Regions from separate parts of the Mus musculus genome. Here region 1 is linked to region 2. Evidence: chromatin contacts called from public promoter capture Hi-C data. All regions are on one chromosome and are shown on one strand. The core of a region is the stretch at or near the end of the contact, and the rest is flanking DNA. Distances in the headings are between cores, read along the strand shown.

Region 1 (3,091 bases), core at 190-2,689, 2.9 Mb before region 2:
ATACCAGTTATGAGTTTGGAGCATACACAAACTTTTCATTTGAAGTCAACAGGTCCTATCTTCCAGAGTTGTGAAGATTAAATAAGTGAACACTTAGAATCAAGGCTAGCACATCCCATTTGCTATGTCAGCTCCTGTTCACATCCATTGCAGCCTCCTGTTGGATGGAAGGACCATTCTGGCCCCTTTGCCAAAGAAACGCACTAGATCTTTAAAAGTACTCATGTCTCAACACAAAGATGAGACAGAACTCTAAACCTCCCGCTGTAACCCAGCATCCCAGCGACCAGCAAAACACCCAAGTCCTGGTACCCCTGCAGACCCAGCTTCAGCAACCCCCTCCCAAATAGCCAGAAGCGCCACACCTGGCTTGGGCAAGGCTTTGACTTTTGCAGGGCTCAAAGGCAAGCTGCAGATGCAAAAGCTCTGATCCCTACCTCTCCTGGCTGAAGAGTGTGTTTGGGGGGGTTTCCTACCTGCCCCAGGCTTTTGCCCTTCTTACTGCCGCCGAAAGCCAGTCCTTGGTTCATGCCTGCAGATCGGTTGGCTGACTGAGCAGGAGTCTCCCCTCCTAGAGAGGACTTGATGGAGTTGAGTTTGGCCCGCGAGCTGCCTAGCTGTGAGCTCTCCACCATCAGCACCGCGGCCAGTAGGAGAAGGCAGCGGGATGAATCCTTGACCCGCATCAGCGCGGCCATCTCCGGGTAAGGGGTTCCCGGAGTTGGGTGGAGCCCTGAAAAGATGGGAATGCCAGGGGAGTGAGGACGCCCGCCGACACTCAACCCCTCACGTGGGGCGCGTGGGCTCCTCACAGACACAGTTCCCCCAACCCTTCCTGGATCAGACACTCGGGACTCTTAAGAACTTAGTCTCAAGCCTCAAGCCTGGAGCAAACGCGACCCCAGCGAGACCCGCTCCTCTGACGGGCAGGAAGTTCTGCAGTCCCTGGAAGCAATCAAAGGCCAGACGCCTTCTCGCCAAGGAGGCGTGACCCAAGGTGCTGTTAGACCCAGCCCTGCAGATCGCCCTGCCGGCTTCGTTTGGTGTTCAGCACCTTTGCGCTTTTGCACGATTTTCCGCGGTGATGGAATCCTCCCTTAACCGCGCACAGGGTTCTCCCCAGCTGCTGCTTCTTTTTCTTTTTCTTCCTTTCTTTTCTCTTGTTTCCCCCGGCTCCTCTGCTCCTCTGTCCTCTCCTGTGCTTTAGCTCTCAACCTTTGCACCACTCAAGTCCCTCTTTTCCAGGTCCGCGGGGTTTGTGACTGGTGATCAGAGTCTCCCCCAACCCCTCCACCGGACTCTGGAGAGCTGAGGCGAGCGGAGGTCCCAGCAAGCGCACTCCCACTGGTGCGGTTAGGAGTTGTCCCTTGGTTCACACGGGGCCACTAAGCCCTGCCAGCGAAGCAGTGATGCGCTGCGCGGAGGGCCAGTGCTCTCTTGCTGCTCTCCCCCGCCCTCTTAGCTTTTTATAGCTTTCCTCAGTGGGTTTTCCTCCGCCCCCAATTCAAGAGTGACAAAGAGTGAAAACGTTTCTCTCCCCCACCCCACGCTCCCGCTTGCCTCCCCTTCCCCCAGCAGGCGCTCTTTCTGAGGCTGTCTCTCCTGCCTCTCACCTTTCCTACCCTCCCATCCCTCCTTCACTCTACAACTAAAAACTTGGGGTTCACCTCCAGAAGAACACGGGAAAGCTCTTCCTGGACGATCACAGCTCCGAGAGTGAATGGGAGTTTGGAAACAGGCAGAAATGAAGAGGAAAAGTTGTCCCTATTTGTGGTGACTGCCACTAACCATGGCTTCTTACTTCTCCCACCCAGCTTCAGCCTCCAGCTAGGAGCGCTGGAAAAGCTCTGGAGAACATCTGCAAGTTAACTTGGTGGACTGTGTACAGCCCAGTTAGATTTTAGCCTGAGCCTCTCGGTTAATGTGCTGTGTGAGACTGTCTGGCTGTAGGTGCTTTATGGGGTTCCGCTTCGAATAGGGGGGGGGAGATGAACAAAGGGGGAGGCAAGAGGACTAAAGGAAGAGGGGCGAAAAGACCAAAGAAAGAGGAGGGGGAATAAGGGACCATTCTTCCCCCGTTGAAGTGCTTGAATCTTTCTGTTTTCCTCATCCCTCGCCCAACCCGATATACACATTACACTTTAATCCAAACAAGGAGTGAGGAAGGGGATAATGACCCGACTTGTGCTACCTCAAGGCTTGATGAGGCACTTTTAGGGTGCCAACGCGTCCTCTGCAAAGAGGAAATCCCAGGCAAGAATAAAAAGCCTGATGGGGAACCGGGTGGGTGGTGAAGTGGGCCAGAAACTTCTGGTCCTGCCTCTTGAGCGCTGCCCCGCTCGTTCCCCCACCCCCACTCCCACCCCTCCCCCGCCCGGAGGCCTTGGCTAGCCTTTCAAGTCAGTCTTTGAGGCTCGGAGTTCTCTGCACTGTTCCACAGAGGCAGAGGGCCACCGAGCGAACCACTCTGACGCGCTGACTGGCTTGCAGCACTTGGGGGCGCCAGTAGCAGCAATCAGCCAGGAGCACAAACACTGCAGGAGACAAGCTTTGCCAGCAAGCTCTGGGTTAGGAGAGGTTTGGTCACCCAGGAGACCAGGAGCAAAGGTTGCTGCTTGTGTCTTTAGCAGTTCAGTCATGCAATCCCTAGCAGTGTCCTTGAGCCAAAATGGAGTCAGACAGAGGTCGTCCGCTGTGATGAACTGACTCCAGTAGCACACTCTAGAATTTTGAGGTTTAGGTCTCCTCTTTCACACCTAATTCTGGCATATACCAACCTGTCCAGGACTCTAATTTAACGCTAAGGGGAAGGGGGTAAGGGTAAGGACGTTAATATTTTCCACCAAGCACGCCAAGACTTAAGGTGTGCATCAAGAGCTGGGAGGTCCTGGGCAGAGTCGGTTATTCACTTTCCTGACCTGTGAGTCAGCCTGTCCAGAAATTTTCATATACACAATGCACACAATGCCTTGAGGTTTTTTTTTTTTTTTAAATACACAACCAACTAGAAAATAAAAACACGTTTTCTCCAGATTGGCCTATTGCCTTAAAGTAAAACAAATGTGCTGATTGATTATTGATTGATTGATTG
Region 2 (3,004 bases), core at 149-2,648:
GAGGCAAAGCAAAACATTCCATAAGTGAAGTAGCTACTTTGTTTTGAAACTAAACTTTGATTATTGGAATACTGTGCTCATTTTCAACGCCCCCCAAACAACAACAACAACAACAACAACAACAACAACAACAAGTCCTCAATTCACTTCAGTAACAATCTTTGTTTCTGTGAAATTATTGGTTTTAGGTGGAGTCTCCTCTAAATGATACTGCATGAGAATAAAATATCTTTAATTGTAACTAATGGTCTGAAAAGGATGCAGAGATCTCTTAAAAATCAAATTACTTGTTCGTTAAATCGTTTAGAATGTATGAATGCATATTATTGTAATTCATAATAGTAAAAGACTCTCTCCCCATTTTAATTTACCTCAAAAAAATACGGTAGTCCTACAAAATAGAATAAAAACAAAAATATCCCAGCCTCCTAGGATAGTTTGATTTCTAAATTGTTTAGGGAAGGTGATTTAATTGGAATAAAAGGACTGTATTTCGCTGGTTTGGAATCGCATGTTTTTACTTAGTTACCAGTTGCAAAATAGTGGCCTCTCCGCATCCGTTTAAAATGCATCTCCCTCAGTACAAGATTGGAGTTGACTGATGATCAATTTAAAGGATTTATAATCCGAAGTAATTGTGCGGGTTGGCATCTAGGCCTGGCTCTCAGGTAATTCGCTTGGGCCTGAGAGGTCACTAACCGCCGGTTAAGATGGAATCTCCTTTTTTTTCCAATGGGTAATGATGGGAAGGGGCTAATCTATTCCAGTAGCTGAAACTTTGTAGCTGGCCCTTTATCTTGACTGGGCTAATCCTCAGCTGGAGGATTTCTCCCTACCCTGTTGGCATCGAAATTTCAGGGAAGATGCCTCGTTTTAACTGCCAGCCATGCCTGGCTTCCAGTCGACTTCAACGCCGGGTAGGACTGTTCTAGTGTCTGCGATTGAGGGCGAACGGAACAGGGGCTCTGTAAGATCTGTTTGCCAACTGCGCTGAATCTGGAGAAACAAGCCCGGCGAGCCACAAATCATACACGGCGGAGGTTCTCCAGAGTGGAACAAATTTCCAGACTCGCATTATCTCACAGCTCTGTGGGAGAGAGGGCCTCCACTTACCGGCTACCGGAGAGAGAACGGCTGTCTCCCCGTCCCACCGCTTCCCAGGGTGACTGCCAGGCGGCCGAGGCTCGGGCTGCACAGCCAGCGCCGTGGAGCGGGTCTGGGTGGAACTGCGGGGATCTTGAGGGTGCCAAGTTCCGAGAGGGTCCACGCGGGGGGCTGCTAAAGCTAGCGGGCGCCGGCAGTTTCTGTCTGCTGCTCTCCGGCTTTCTCTCTCGGTCTCGCACTCTCTCTCCCCTCCCTCGCTCTCATCCCTCTCTCTTCCCTCCGCTCCGACTCCGTGTGCGGAGTGTCGTGACGTCAGCAGAGATTCCACCAAACTCCAGTGCACAGTGGCGCGCGGGCGGGCGGCCGAGCCTGCTGTACGCTGGGCGATCAAGGGGCGAGCACAGCCTTGGGCCACTGCGGGGGTGGGGGAGCGTGCAGGGGCGATCGAGGGGACAGGGGACCACTAGGGCTGAGAAGTGAGGCCCAGGGGCCCAGGAGACTGCGGTCCCGGACAGAACCCAGGAGGGAGGAGCGGAGGATCAGGGGCCGGAGGCAACTACCGACCGACAGGAGCTGACCAGTGGCAGGAGCTAGCACTCAAGCTGGGGAGCAGGATGGTGGGGATGGTAGGAAAGGGACAAGGATGGAATGGACGGAGAAAAAACGGTTGTGCGTCAAACCCCTTCTAAATCTGAGTGGGAGGGCCAGAGCCTGGGGAGACAGAAACCTATTCGCGCGGAGCAAAGTCTGGGTGGCTTACGAGGAAGGGACTAGCAAAGTGGCCCATGAAATGAAACAAAGGGCAGTGTGGCTTGGTTTGATCCGGGTGAGGCTTTCGAAGTGTGGATGTGAGTGTGCGCGCGCGTGACCTCCTTTCAGGCCCGCGGAGTAGAGGAAAGCTGGTTACTGTACTGATTGTCTACAGGGGCAGTGGGAGGGAATTGAGGGATCCACAGAGGGCAGCACTGAAGGTGGGTGGATGGATGGGGTGGCAAAGAGAAGATGATGACTGGGAGAAGTTAGAAAAATAGGGTGAGCTAGCGGCAGAAGGTGGGAGAGCCACAGCCGATAGGTGTGTGTGGGGGGGATGAAAGAAGGGAGGGAAGGAGAGAGAAAGAAAGAAAGAAAAAGGGGTAAGGAAGGGAGAGAGGGAGGGAGAGAGGGAGGGAGGGAGAGAGGGAGGGGGAGGAGGAGGAGGAGGAGGAGGAGGAGGAGGAGGAGGAGGAGGAGGAGGAGGAGGAGGAGGAGGAGGAGGGAGATATTACCAGACGATGACCGGAGGGAGGCCTGAACTACAGTAAGGCAAGGGCTAGGTCACGGTGGTGTCTGAGGTCAAGACGGGTGGATCAGAGTGGAAGAGCGCAGGTAGACAGGGCCACACACCGGCCAGTGTGTCGGCATGGGATCTCTTGCTCAAGTCTGGGACTCTCAGAGTCTAGAATTTCCTCTGCTGTACCTACACTCAACAAGTTCACCCCGGGTCGCGGATATCTCATTTTTTAAAATGACGAGGTTAAGGTTCCTGACTGAGAGTGGTATTAAATTGCACCGGGATGGGGGTGGGGAAGGAGAAGGAAGTTCCCCCCCATATGAGCGAATGTTCTTGAAAGTCCAGAGTATGTAAGGCTGAAAGGGGCCTTTCCTAGTCTACAAGTGGGTCCTACTTCTAATTTCATATTTTCTGATTTCCTAATGCGTCTGTACTTTGGAAACGAACAGGATATTTTGGCAGGGTCTTGCCTTTGCGTGGAAGGGCTATAAATATGATTCGCCTGGAAGACCAGGAGTGAAGGCTTCTGCCAGACATATGGGACAAAGTTCTTTCAATCTCAAGTGCATCCCTTCAAGATATGTTTTAGGAAAATATCAGAAAATAGCTGTACCTCATGGTTTGGCGTTT

The links. Promoter capture Hi-C pulls out the DNA fragments that hold promoters and counts their contacts.
Region 1: a promoter capture Hi-C map of embryonic stem cells shows a contact between it and region 2, with 15 times the contacts expected there. The contact joins the promoter of Dkk2 here to the promoter of Pitx2 in region 2. A contact is called at or near these places in 2 of 39 promoter capture datasets (embryonic stem cells and liver).

The regions. Positions count from the first base shown.
Region 1 is chr3:132,083,640-132,086,730 of GRCm38.p6, reverse strand. Dkk2 (dickkopf WNT signaling pathway inhibitor 2) reads right to left here and starts at 1,439. Exons shown (of 4, transcript NM_020265.4): 1 at 477-1,439. The coding sequence starts at 698.
Region 2 is chr3:129,198,272-129,201,275 of GRCm38.p6, reverse strand. Pitx2 (paired-like homeodomain transcription factor 2) reads right to left here and starts at 1,398. Exons shown (of 5, transcript NM_011098.4): 1 at 1,114-1,398. Gm40149 (a long non-coding RNA gene) reads left to right here and starts at 2,367. Exons shown (of 4, transcript XR_867634.2): 1 at 2,367-3,004.